Regions from separate parts of the Mus musculus genome. Here region 1 is linked to region 2. A link is a contact called in public promoter capture Hi-C data. All regions are on one chromosome and are shown on one strand. Each heading gives the region's core, a stretch centred on a gene start, on an enhancer-like site or on the middle of the called end of the contact. The rest is flanking DNA. Distances are from core to core; before and after follow the strand shown.

Region 1 (6,359 bases), core at 1,828-4,327, 110 kb after region 2:
TTCATTTTAAAAGGAACACACTCCTTTTTGTTAGAAGAAGAAACAAAGGATGGGTGATTGTATTAATTACTTTGCTTGGTGCTGTGAGAAAATATCTGACTTAAGCCACTCAAGACAGGAGTGATTTCTCTTTCGCTCATGGCCCCGGGGGATTTTAGTTCATGATGTCAGGGAAAGTGTGGCGGTGGGAGGGGTATTGACAGGTGCATGAAGCACCTGGCTTTACTGTGGCAGGCAGATGAGAATGGGACCCATAAGGCCAAGCTCCGTCCGGACCTCAAGGCTGGTTCCCAATGACTCGTCTTGGCCAATCATATCCCTTGTCCCGAAGATTCTAGAATCTCCCAAGCAGGGTCACCATCTAGAGATCAAATCAACAAACACAAAAGCCAGTAGAGATTCTGGGGGCAGTTTATATTCACACCATAGCAACGAGAGTACGTAATCTATAGAGCTGGTCAGAGTTGACGTGGCAGCCAGATTCAGGTACTTTGTCTATATTGATACATCTGATTTCACACATGTATTTCTCTATATGTTTCTTATGTGGTTATTTCCATGATCTAGTATTTAATTGAAATATCCAGGGTTGACTTTTATATATTTAATTGTAGGATAGCTTTTGTTGTTTTAAAAGAATTCACAAAACTAATCTATTTCTTGCTGGGTGTGGTGGCGCACGCCTTTAATCCCAGCACTCAGGAGGCAGAGACCGGTGGATTTCTGAGTTCGAGGCCAGCCTGATCTACAAAGTGAGTTCCAGGACAGTCAGGGCTATACAGAAAAAACCTGTCTCGAAGGAAAAAAAAAAAACACAGAATCTATTTCTTCTCTATTTGTGGTAGTCCTACTAAATACTAGAAATTTGATTTAAAATCCTTCTTGCATTATAAGCAATTATCTGAAATAATGAAGAATAATATCATACTATATCCTGAATATTCAAATATTCTTTGACTGTGTTGGAAATATACTTTTCCTGTATCCTTCAAGCATCTACCTACCCCAGAGACCAAGCCAGAGAAGCTGAAACAGAAATGAATAACATCTCATCACCATGTACTGTTTTCTCAACTTCTCTGTCTCCCCTCTTCAAGGCTGGAACACAGTGAAAATATTACTAAGTTATACAGATAAGAGCGTGAACACAAAAAATCAACTCTCCACATCTTTGACGCACATACTTTTATTTTATCATATCTGCGAATCTTTTAGCCAAAGGGTGAACAAGAAGATGCCAGGGACAAGGTCCAGTACAAGACGGGAGTTTTGTAAGTGACCAGTGCTACATGGTAACTGGAAAGCACCTTTTATAATTAAATATTGAATTCTTTCATAAAGATTCTCATTCAATATATAAACATAGAGTCATAGTTTACAATGTGGTTCTGGTGGAAGATATTATATTTAGGTAGTCATTTTTGCTTACATACATGTTTGCTGTTATCTGATTTAACTTTTAAAAAAATTAACTACGAAGCAGAAGTGTGCAGGTTTGTTAATGTCACCACACCTCAGACTTTCTCACACAGTATTGTATTTAAAATCATGTTGATAAACAGCTATAAATATTCCTAGAGACTGTCCCCAATAGCAACACCGTGTATCTCTTCTAGTCACCATGACAAGCTCATTTGGCAGACAAGTTCTCAGTTTCTAGTTCACTCCTAAAAGCACATCCACCATGCCACATACATATGAAACACACACATGGCACATACACATGCACATGCCACATACACATGCACACACATACCACATGAACCTGCCACATGCACATGCCACATACACATGCACACACATACCACATGCACCTGCTACATGCACATGCCACATACACATGCCACATGCACATGCCACCAGCCCAGCATACCTACATTTTGTCACTTAACTTTGTTACAAGGCACAGTAGTCTTGACAGTCATTCTACGTTTACCCACACTTAAGGTTCTGTTTTTAATGTGGCAGAAAGTTGCTTAACTGGAATGAAATGCAAATCATGAAGGAAAAACAAAAACAAACAAAAAGCAAAAAACAAAAACCCAAGGACTCCCCTTGTGTGGAAAGTAAGACTATAAATCACTGAACTACACCAATGTCTCTCAAAGCCTTTGACCCCAAGTCTCTTGTTTGACATCCAGATGGATTCTGGCTGTCATAGTTTTGGACCTAGCTAGAAGATAAAGGGGCAGTGTCTCAATTGGGAAAGACTGTTTGTCCAGGAAGTGCTGTACAAGAAAGGGGCATACACAGTAACGGGAGGGGCCAACCTTTAAAGCCAGGCCACATTTCTGTCTCCTTCCCTGGGATCCCCACATGCCTAGTTGCATTACTTTTAAGCCAATGTGCACACAGAGCAAAGGTACAGGCATGTACACATGATGTTAGAAGCCTATAGGATCCACACTACTTGTGAAAAAATAAATCAGGAGGTTATCTAAGCATCAAGGAACAGAACGTAGGACTTCTCCATAAATGTGTGGCAGTTAATATTTATTAGAGTTTCCATAGAAATTTTTAAAAAGTATATAAACTGCTTTTTGTTCTATTTTATTTTATGACCATGTTAACTTAATTAAGCCTCCCCCATAAGATTCTGCAAAAGAAGCCAGATTTTTTTTTAAAAGAGGGTAAAATAAGAACCAAGATTCACTTCCCCTTAAATTAAAATACCATGGAGATTTGTGTTCTCTTATTTGGTGTTTCCCATTGGAGAAGTGAATTTTGTAACTGGATTCTAGGTTTCACGTGACTGTACTTCTTTCCTAATTATTTGCATGTGTTTCATCACTCACTGATCCTGCTAGTCTGTGGACGTTCCCGACCACGTAGTAATTAATGACAGAGGAGAGACAACTCTCCAGGGGACAATCGACATTTTAGAAATCTTCAGAGGGAGAGCAGATGTAGCCCGGTGCCAGCCACATACTCTTCTGTCCCTCTCTACCAGATGCTGGCTCCCTGCTTCTTTCATCAGATCCCCCAGTCTAGAGACCAGACAGGCATGACCCGGGTGACTCTGGATGTGTCTGCCGTGCCTGGAGACAGGGTAACGGGGAGGTTTCTGATGTTGCCCGTGACGTTCCCAAGAGAACGAACAGGCCTTTCTGGAGAGCCCAGTTTCTTTGAATAGAACCAACTCACTGCCAAGCCAAGCTGGCTACTCATTGCCAAGTAGAAGGGGGTGAAAGGGGATGCCAGCTCTCCCTTAGTATATTTATAGTGTGTGTGTGTGTGTGTGTGTGTGTGTGTGTGTGTGTGTGTGTGTGTGTGTGCTCTTAAGCATGCTGAGGCCAGAGGAGAATATCGTGTGTATTGTATTGGTGCCCCCTGTCTCTGCCCCTCACCCCAGCACTGAGTTAGCGTAGCTCCCACTTAAAGGCAAGTGTATAGTCACTTCCCCTTAAGGCGGCGCGGCACACTTAAAGCCAGGTCCTCTTGCTTGTGCAGCAAGGGCTCAGCTACAGAGCTCACTCCCCAGCTCTCCTCCTCCATTCGTTAGTTTTAACCATGACTCATATGCTTCGAAAAATATAAAGAAACCTTAGACAGGCTAAAACAAACATTTTCTCTGCCCTATCCCATGCACTGGGTCCTTAATCTCTCCTGTCCTTTTTCTTTTCCTTCTTTCCATTTTTTTTTTTAACATGAGGCTGGCAGGGTTGCCAGGTTATAAACTGGCTCTGCATTTCTCTGTAGCCTCAGCAGATCTTGACCTTGTGATCTTCCTGACTCAGCCTCCCAAGTACCCTCAGGTCCCACCAGGGTTCTGCATTTTAAATTACAAATGGGTTATATTCCTTCTAGTAAAACGTGTCCACCCATCAATTGCAACCCTACCAGTAGATGCAAGTCTAAACAGCCTGGCTCTGCTGCTTATGTACACTTAAAGTCATTTAGCTAAGTTCATAAAACTTGAACTAAGAACCTTACTATTCTATGCAAAATGGACACCGTAATTCCTGGTTTGTAGAGTTCTCATGGTCACCAGTCTACATATTAGCTGCTCAGATTTGTGGTTATTGAAAAAAAATAAAAATATACCAGAGTTTAGCAATAGGCTGTTTTTAAGGAATAAGTAACTCAGAATAGAAGTCATTGAAATCTTTTTGGTAAGTGTATACTTGTGACTATTCTTCTACATATCTGCCTTCAATGCATTTTTTACTTCATGGTCAGTAGTGCCAGCCAATAATCTACATCATTTTTCATCTCTCAGAGATGGCCACAAAGCTCTCAATTTAAAGAATTCATACAATGAGCAAGAATTACTCATAGTAACAGTTTTCCGGTTGGAGTAAAGATATTCCAGAGACGGGAATATCTTGAAGTGGCCATTGATAGAGAAACTTTATTCAGCATACATATCTAAATTGAGATCACTTGAAACGAGTCCTGCCACACTGGGCAGCTAGCCTAAAAAGAAACACTTGGGGAATTTGCAGACCAGCTGGGCTTGCAAGATGCATAGAAGGTACCAGATTCACGCTGCTCAAATTGGCATTGTATATTGGCAAGGCCATTTGCATACATGCTTACTTTTGATTTTAACAAATTCTTTCAGAGATGAAAGCCCAGGCCTCCTGGTCAAAAAGTAGAAAGAGTTTTAGTCTTAGACTTGGTTCATAATGATGACTGACTCCAAACTGGGGTGCAAGAATATGTGAGGTATGTAGGTGTGTGCTTCCTACTGAAAGGGCTTTGTAAGATATTAAATGCTGACCTAAATTGTGAGGTATGATGAATTAGCATTCTGCTACCATCAGTCTTCCGAATATTGTTGTGCAATGCAATTTACAACTCTATTCTAAGTACAACTCACAAAAAATCCCTTTATTTAGTTACCAAATTACTTCCCTTTCTCCTGATCTCATAGTCATGATAATGCCTTTTTTTTGTAAGATGCTCTGCTTTCAAAGCTGTTCCTGGCATTGTTGTTTGTCCAGTCAATAGCACAATGGTCTATTCATTGTCATAGAACAGAGTCCCTGGAACCAGCCTACCTTGATTTGTATTCGAATCTATGCACTAGCTGTTTGACCTTGTACAAATTTATTGGCCTAGACTTTCTACTTGATAAAATGAGGATGAGTGGATACATGCCATAGTCTATGCAATTTTAATGCTAGAATTACTACTTATCAGGAATTATACATAGTATATGTTCATTATCCACTGGCCAGCATCGGTATAATCAATTTGGTTTTGCTTAATGACTCTGAAGCAATTCAGTGATCTGTTGTTTTCTACTAACCGTTCTTCATAGCAATAGTTAACCAATCCAAGTTGATTTTTGCCAGACATGTCGACTAAGAATTCAGGGAGGAAAGTGAACACAGTCTAGGGAGGGACTAGGCAGAAGACTAAGAGTTGAGTATGCAGCTCTTTTAAGGGCAGGATTTAATACTTTTAATGATACATTTATTGAGAAGCAAAACATCAGACACACATTTGATTTAAAATCTTGAGATTTTTTTTAGATCAACAAGAGCAATGGCTAATAGTGAGAAGGTGTTATGACTATGATCAAGCATATTTCGATTTTCCAAAAATGAGACAGAAGGAGATCTGCTGTCACTAAAGTAATGACCTCCATTGGAACAATATGATACAAAGTAACAGCCAGGGGACCAACTAGTCAACCAGAATAGACTGTCTAATTGCTGACTCTGTCTTCAGCCAGGTCAATTCTTCCTGTCTTCATTCCTGACATGAGTTTGGCCTTTGAAGAAGACAAATTTATTCTTTACATTTTTAAGACATGTATTTAGCTTGTGTTTCCATACCTGTGTGTGTTTGCCTGTGTGTGTGTGCGTGCGTGTGCAAGTGCAAGTGTGCTATAGTGTGCATATGAAGGTCAGAGAACAATTTGTGGGAGTCAATTTTCTCCTTCTACCACATGGTTCCAGGAATCGAAAGGCTGTCATTGTGGGCAGCAAGTTCCTTCACCCACTGAGCCATCTTGCCTTACCTTAAGCACATTTTGGTGGGTACAGGGGGCTGCAGTACTACTGATTGAACTTGTGTTCATGTGCATGCTAGGCAAGTGCTCTGCCCCTATGTTATATCCTCAGTTCAGGAACTTTAAATCAACTTTTCAGAAAGCTCTTACAAAATAGGTACACTTTTTCTAGAAATCAAATGATTTCAATATGCTTGTCTATTACATCCTTAGCTCAAGAACTTTTAATCATCTTTCAAAAAAAGCTTATACAAAATAGGTATGCTTTTGTAGAAATCGAGTTATTTTTATTTGTTTGTCATCTTTATGAACTGGGAATGCAATCAGTGATGGGGGATTAAACGTTCCAACCATATTGGGACTTCAGAACGAAACTGGTCTTTTAAATGGAAGAATG
Region 2 (6,321 bases), core at 3,084-5,583:
TATCTAAGACAATACTCTTTAAAAATAATAAAGGTGTCCACTCACAGTTTCAGGGGTTTCTGTCCATGGTTGGTTACCTATTGCTTTTGAGCCTATGTCAAGGTTCAAAAGCCAATTGAAAAATGAACATTACGGCAAGTGTGCAAAGTGGAAGGAACCTGTTTATCCCAAGGTGGGAGGGAAGTGGGTCAGGGGACATTGGAGAGGCTAGAATGCCAGTACTCTTCAGGGCACATCCACAATATCCACAAGTCTTTCTATAACCTCTACTTCTTAGGCTCCACCAGCAGCAAATAATGTCAGGCTGGGGACTAAGCGTTTAGCACACAGGCCTTTGGGGGACATTTTAGACCCATCTTTGTTTGCCCAGTGGTTCTAGTACAGGGCAGGCATATAATATGCTTTCCAAGGGGTCATGTAGAGAGAGAAAGTTATTCCAAAGTTAGCATATTTATAGCTAACATACTAATATAACTAATCAGTAAATGCATATTAAGTCTGATCCATCTTATTCCAAAATAAATTCTAGAGCTAAATTTAAGAACTAAACTCTAAAACTCTCAGAAAACAGGACTAACTGGGTTAGACCATAGGTGGTTTGTTTGTTTGTTTGTTTTGCTGGGTTTTGTTTTTGTTTGGTTTTGTTTTACATCTAACATCACAATTGCAGGCATAAAAGAAAAAAATGTGAATTAGACTCTACCAAAATTAGTTTTGGTTGTTGTCATTTTAAGATATGGGCTTGTCATATAGCCTAGACTGGCCTTGAACACATTTTAACTTAACCAATTGGAAAATATATGAAAGGATAAGGGACCTATCTCTAGAATATGTAAAGAACTCTTACTACCCAATAACAAAAAGATGAGCAACCAAATCTAAAAATGGACAAAAGATACAAATAATTGTCAGACCTTGAAAGGCAGGCTGTTTTTTGGTTGAACCAGGTTTAAACCCTGGAGACCCAGCAGGTATTTCTGCAAGGGGCGGAAGGCATTTGCCACGCTCCCAGACACTAGGCTCCTAACACAAAGTCACAGCTCTCCATAATTCTGTGGCCATCAGTCACATAGGGCAATGCCCCAAGCCTCTCCACAGGTAGAGTTTGTGACTACAGGTCACATAGCCTCAAGACAGATCTCCATTTTTAACAAGGTACCTAAAGGCTTGAAGGGCTTAGCTAATTAAGCTCCCCTTCCCAGACACTCCTCCCTGCAAAAGGTATTTAACTTCAGGCCCTCCCTGAGAAAGTGGGGTATGGTTTCACTCATCACAACTCTCCACCATGACAATAAACACCTTAAAACCATGGACTGCCTCTTCTCATCGGGATCCACAGTGGGGAACAATGGAGCAGGTCTTTCTCTAAAGACCCGTGTGCCTAATCTCACACAGGAGGCCTCTCTGCACTCGCAGCCACAGTCTCCACCAAGCCAAGCTGCCCGCCACCAAGCAAGCCAAAGACTCTCCTTCCTGTGGGAACCAGCCGGAGCTCTCTCCTCCTCCTCTTTTTCCTTCGGACCCAGGCCAGAACCAGCCCTGTGGGCCCACACTCTGTTCTCAGTTCTTCTGCCACAGTAGCTTGGTCTGCAGTGTCCAAGAGCTAGAACCTGCTGTCCCTGGCCTCTGTGGGACTCAAGAGCCAGCTCCCAGCAGTTCCCTGGGGACCTCAGACTGTGCTTCCCCACTCCTGGAGTGAGGTTTTTGAGGCTTCTCACAACCCAATGCCTGTCTGGCGGGGCTGGGTGTGTGCAGTCAAACTTCTTGCGTTCTGTCTCGCCCAGTGGCCCGAGCCCTGGGCCTGACAGGGCCACTTAGACCACAGACTTCTCCTAAAATGCTATACACATGGGCAATTAGTTCATGAGAAGATACTTACTATCCTTAGCAGTTATGCCCCAGAGGGCATGCACAAGGGACATGAAAAGCAGATCCAAAAATAAGTCATTCACAAATGCTCTCAACAGCATTATTCAAAATAGCCCAATGGGGAAAATACTCAAATGCCCAACAGAAGTGGGCATCCTATCCACACTGTTCACGATGGTCTAATTGTGATGTATTGACACATGGCACAGTATGGATGAGCCGAGTGAGGGACCATAGTCACGAAGACCACACCCTATGAGGCCCTTTAGATGAAATACCCAGAAGAGGTAAATCTATAGAGGCAGAGAATAGATTAGTGCTTTCCTAGGGCAAGGGGTTGTGGGTGGGTAACAGAGGGAAGGAAGCTAATGGCCTTGGGGTTTCTTTTTCAGGGAAAAAAAAGATTAAAATTAGTTTTAGGGATGGCTACATTATCTTAACAGCTGTGCAAGAAGCTTAATTTTAGACTTTTAATGGTTTTATGAATTCTGCTTCATTAATAACACATACATATTTAAGCCTGTTTTGTTTCAAGAAGTCTAAAAAGTCATCTAGATGTACTTCTGATTCCATTCTATTCCTTTCTGGGTGTTGACTATATGATATGCTAAGGTTCCATTAGTATTATATAACTTTATTGATGACATTGTACTGTAGGTTGATTCAGATATAGTGTAGTCTCTCAGACTTGTGTAGTCTTGTGTACAGAGCACAAGTAACAAGGACTCAACACATTCGGTGTCCACTGCTTCCCTAGCAGAGCTCCTGGCTTCAAGAACATAGCCTTTCCACTTTTGGGGCACAACCCATAAGCAGAAGGACAAGTGCTCTGAAATGGAAGCTGGCCCTGGTGTCTTTCTACTCACCCTTACCCAGTTGGTTTGCTTCATGACACATCACAGAGAAAGAACCCAGGGATGTTGCTGCCTCCTTTGGGCACAGCCAACCTCCAACTGTCCTTGGGAGAAATTGGGACAGACCCTGCTCTTCCCACCCCTCTTCCACAAATCAACAGCCATGTAATGATATGATAGTTGCTAAGAATGACCTGAGGGTCATTCTAGCAGATGACCCTGTTGAAATGTGGTTGCCTGGATCCAATTTTAATCTTGGTCCTCAGAGCACGATTTAACTATGGTCACCACCGCAAAGTTAATGAATAGAGATTCACTGCAGTCTCTTGTAGTTTCCCAGTTGATGTTTAAGGCTTCCCTAACACTTGATAATTATTTATCAATACACTGAGCAAACAATCACTAAGGCCCTACCGGGGACTAGTCTTTATAGTCCAGCTAAGATTACCGAGAATATGGGCTCTTTTCCTAATTAATCAGATTTCCTGTGATTTGGGATAAGTACAGAGGTCAAAAGAGTATCTATAAATATTGGAATCTGATAATGGAGGGTGATAGTCTCTACCTAGAGAATGTGTCAATGAAGAGAAAAAAATTTAAGCTGCATTGTAAAGGAGGAGTCGGAGTTTATCAGTCTGCAAAGGACTTGGGGGCGCAGCTCTGATGAAGTCAGGTTAGACAGAAAACTGCAGGTCTATGAAAGCTCTGAGTCACAGGAAGGGTCTCTGTGTGCTTTGTAGGCTGGGAACTACTGCATGTACAAGGTGGGGCAGAGTGAAGATGTGAGATTGGTATCAGAGCAGTTTGTGAAGGGGCTTTAGCTGAGTGCAGAGATTTCAGTAGCATCCTGTGAGCATCTGACAGCCTGGGCTGTTTCTATCCAGGAGATCGGTGGTTTGGGACATGGAACCTGCATGGGTGGAGGCTTTCATTTCTTTTCTTCAGTGCTCTGACAGGAAGATATGTAATGCCATGTTCCCCTCCCACGGCCAGAGGAGACACACGCGGGCTTCCTACACCTGTCCCCTCTGTTCACTCACAGTTCAAGTTCCTGCTCTGTACTTCCCGTTTCCCATAGTCTCGGCTTTATTAGTCATTTAGAATGTAGGTTACATCCCCAAAGAGTTAAGTGTTCTCTTGTCCTTTGTGCCCCTCCCACTGTCCACATCTGTGGCAGCTCTGTGGCTGAACCCAGTCCCACGAATGCGTCAGGGCTTCGTAAGGGGTGTGTATGGAAATAATACGTGGAATGACTAGGAAGTAGATTCACAATTCCAACTGGTCACAACACAGCGGCATCTCTCCTTTCCAAAACAGAAAGGTCCTCTGCAGCCCTGATACCCTCTCCCCACTCCCTTCCTCCTCAGAAATCCAAGGAAGGTGAGGCTATGAAACCTAGAAGAGTTAAACCTCGGCTAGCCTTTGGCAGAAAGATGGAGCCCCAGTGTAGCTGTATTTGTCCTCACAGCCCTTTCTGCTTCCCCTTGTGGGCATCCTCCCTTCCTTCCTCCCTCCCCCAGCTTTTCTGTTGCCTTCCACCCTGTTCAGAGACAACACCCATGTAGAGAACTCATATGAGCTCATTTGCGCTCTCTGTTCTTTATCTCTCCAGCCTATTGCTAACCTGGGCAGGATGCCTAGCAGGAGAATGGAGCCAATGGTTGACGCATTAGACTTCCACCTGTGGGAGGCAGGGTGGAAACTGGCTTGGAGGAAATGACAATGCTGTGTACACTATGAGACGCATATATATATATATATATATACTATAAATAATATATATGTACTATATATTATATGGCATATAGCCTATGCCAACTATGCTGCTTCATTCCACACCTTTCTTGCATTGTGACTATGAATAGCTGGTGTTTTTGTCCCCATTTTCAGAGGGGGAAATGTAGATTCCTGGTTATTGACTACTTAAATAACCTCAATCGTGAGTTAGAGTTGGGATTTGTTTCTGGTGATTCCTATTATTACTCTTGGGATCTTGAGGGCCTTTGGTTCTGAGGACTCCTTTATGGAAGGAGACTACTGGGGGCCTAGTGATGCCCACTTACCGACCTTGGGATGGGCACGTAAGCCTTTTGAGTTGGAGCACAGTGGTTTCACTCTTTGAGGTTTCTCTCCACCCTCCTGACAGTGAGCATGGCAAGAACCAAGCATTTTGCTTTGCGAAAGAAACACTAATTGCAGTCATTAATGCATAATTACTACATAGCACCACAGTGATTACATGTATCATTGCCCGTGTCGGTGGTACGTTAATACTCACTCTGTTTAAGCTACCCTGAAGTCTGTTCCTATGTTGCCAGTTTTCACAGTTCATTGATCATGTGTGCCATCTCAAATTGGTAACTTAGAAAGAGCAGAAGAGACCTTGAGAAGAAGTCTTGGTGGCAAAGACTGGGAGAATGAAGGCTTGATTACTAGGTAAAGGCTTTTGGATGGTGTATTAGTTTGGTTCTCTGTTGCTGTGATAAAACACCGACCAACAGTAACTTCAGGAAGAAAGAGTTTATTTGGCTTACAGGTTATAGTCCATCATTGAGGGATGCCAAGGCAGGAACTCTAGCAAGAACCCAGAGGAAGGAACAAGAGCAGAGACCATGAAGGAACACTGCTTCCTTGCTAAGCTTGCATTTTTATATACCTCACCTGCCCAGGGGAATGATACTACCCACAGTGGGCTGTGCTCTTCCACACGAATCATTAATCAAGAAAGTAAATTACCTCCCCCTCCCCACGACATGCCCACAGGCCAACCTGATGGAGGCCATTCTTCAATTGAGGTTTCTTCTTCTCAGGTGACTCCAGTTTTGGTCAGGTTTACAAAAAAAAAAAAAAAAAAATGCAGCTCAGAGGGTATGTATCCTGCAACACAGGGAAACCAAGAAGTCATTTGGAAGAGGGAATGATCTGGGCTAAAGCTGGAGTTTTAGAAGCATGGATTTCATGGACTTACTAGGGTGGGGGCTGCAAATTATTTGTTGGAGTGCAAAAGAAATGGAAGTACGTGGAGTGCTATAAATGGGACATCTGTATCACCACCCCTTCACCCAAGGCCAGGGAGGGGATGGAAAGACTGTAAGAGCTGGAGGTCAGGGTGGCAAGACCAAGCCAATCAACATTCTAGCGTGAAGTGGGAGGGGCTCATGAGACTCCACCCCATCTGAGGAGCTACTGACCGCTGAAGGCGTCTGGGGGGGGGGGCGGGGAGAGTCACTTTACTTTAAGGGCGTGGCCTCCAGTAGGTTAGCATGTCCAGTGGATGGTCCCACTCCTATGATTATTTGGAAGCACAAATTGGACCAGGTGGATTACTTTTAAAATAAAAAAAATTGTAAGGAAAACATAAAGTTGTGGGGGGGGGCGAAGGAGGGGGTAGATCTGAGAAGAGTTAGGATGTGGAGCGCTGTTGTGTTAACGTGATCGCGACCCATTGTACGGAATGCTCAGAAAATTAATGAGATATTTTTTAAAATAAAGGATGATAGGAAAGAACTTAAGAAGTAGAGCTTGTGATCCCAACTTCATCAGTGTGAGCTCTGACCTCAGATGTGTGCCTTGACCTTGGTTAGGGACTTTCCTTATC

The links. Capture Hi-C pulls out chosen DNA fragments and counts their contacts.
Region 1: a contact with region 2 is called in a promoter capture Hi-C map of adipose tissue. The contact joins two enhancer-like sites. A contact is called at or near these places in 3 of 39 promoter capture datasets (the C10 cell line, cranial neural crest and frontonasal cranial neural crest), 7 of 484 Hi-C or Micro-C datasets (astrocytes, brain, embryonic stem cells and 3 more), 6 of 115 datasets of contacts at active chromatin or transcription factors (astrocytes, craniofacial prominence, embryonic basal ganglia and 3 more) and 3 of 9 other capture datasets (adipose tissue, macrophages and pancreatic islet).

What each region holds. Positions count from the first base shown.
Region 1 is chr5:66,976,609-66,982,967 of GRCm38.p6, forward strand. All of the region lies in intron 8 of Limch1 (LIM and calponin homology domains 1), which reads left to right. Among named protein-coding and RNA genes, the nearest start is that of Gm33040, 20 kb to the right of the region's middle. Within about 2 kb of position 3,078, at least 105 of the 459 cell types and tissues checked have an H3K27ac peak or open chromatin away from gene starts, as enhancers often do. A contact at or near this core is called in adipose tissue, where this site is marked.
Region 2 is chr5:66,867,923-66,874,243 of GRCm38.p6, forward strand. All of the region lies in intron 2 of Limch1 (LIM and calponin homology domains 1), which reads left to right. Among named protein-coding and RNA genes, the nearest start is that of Gm52776, 23 kb to the right of the region's middle. Within about 2 kb of position 4,334, at least 11 of the 459 cell types and tissues checked have an H3K27ac peak or open chromatin away from gene starts, as enhancers often do. A contact at or near this core is called in adipose tissue, where this site is marked.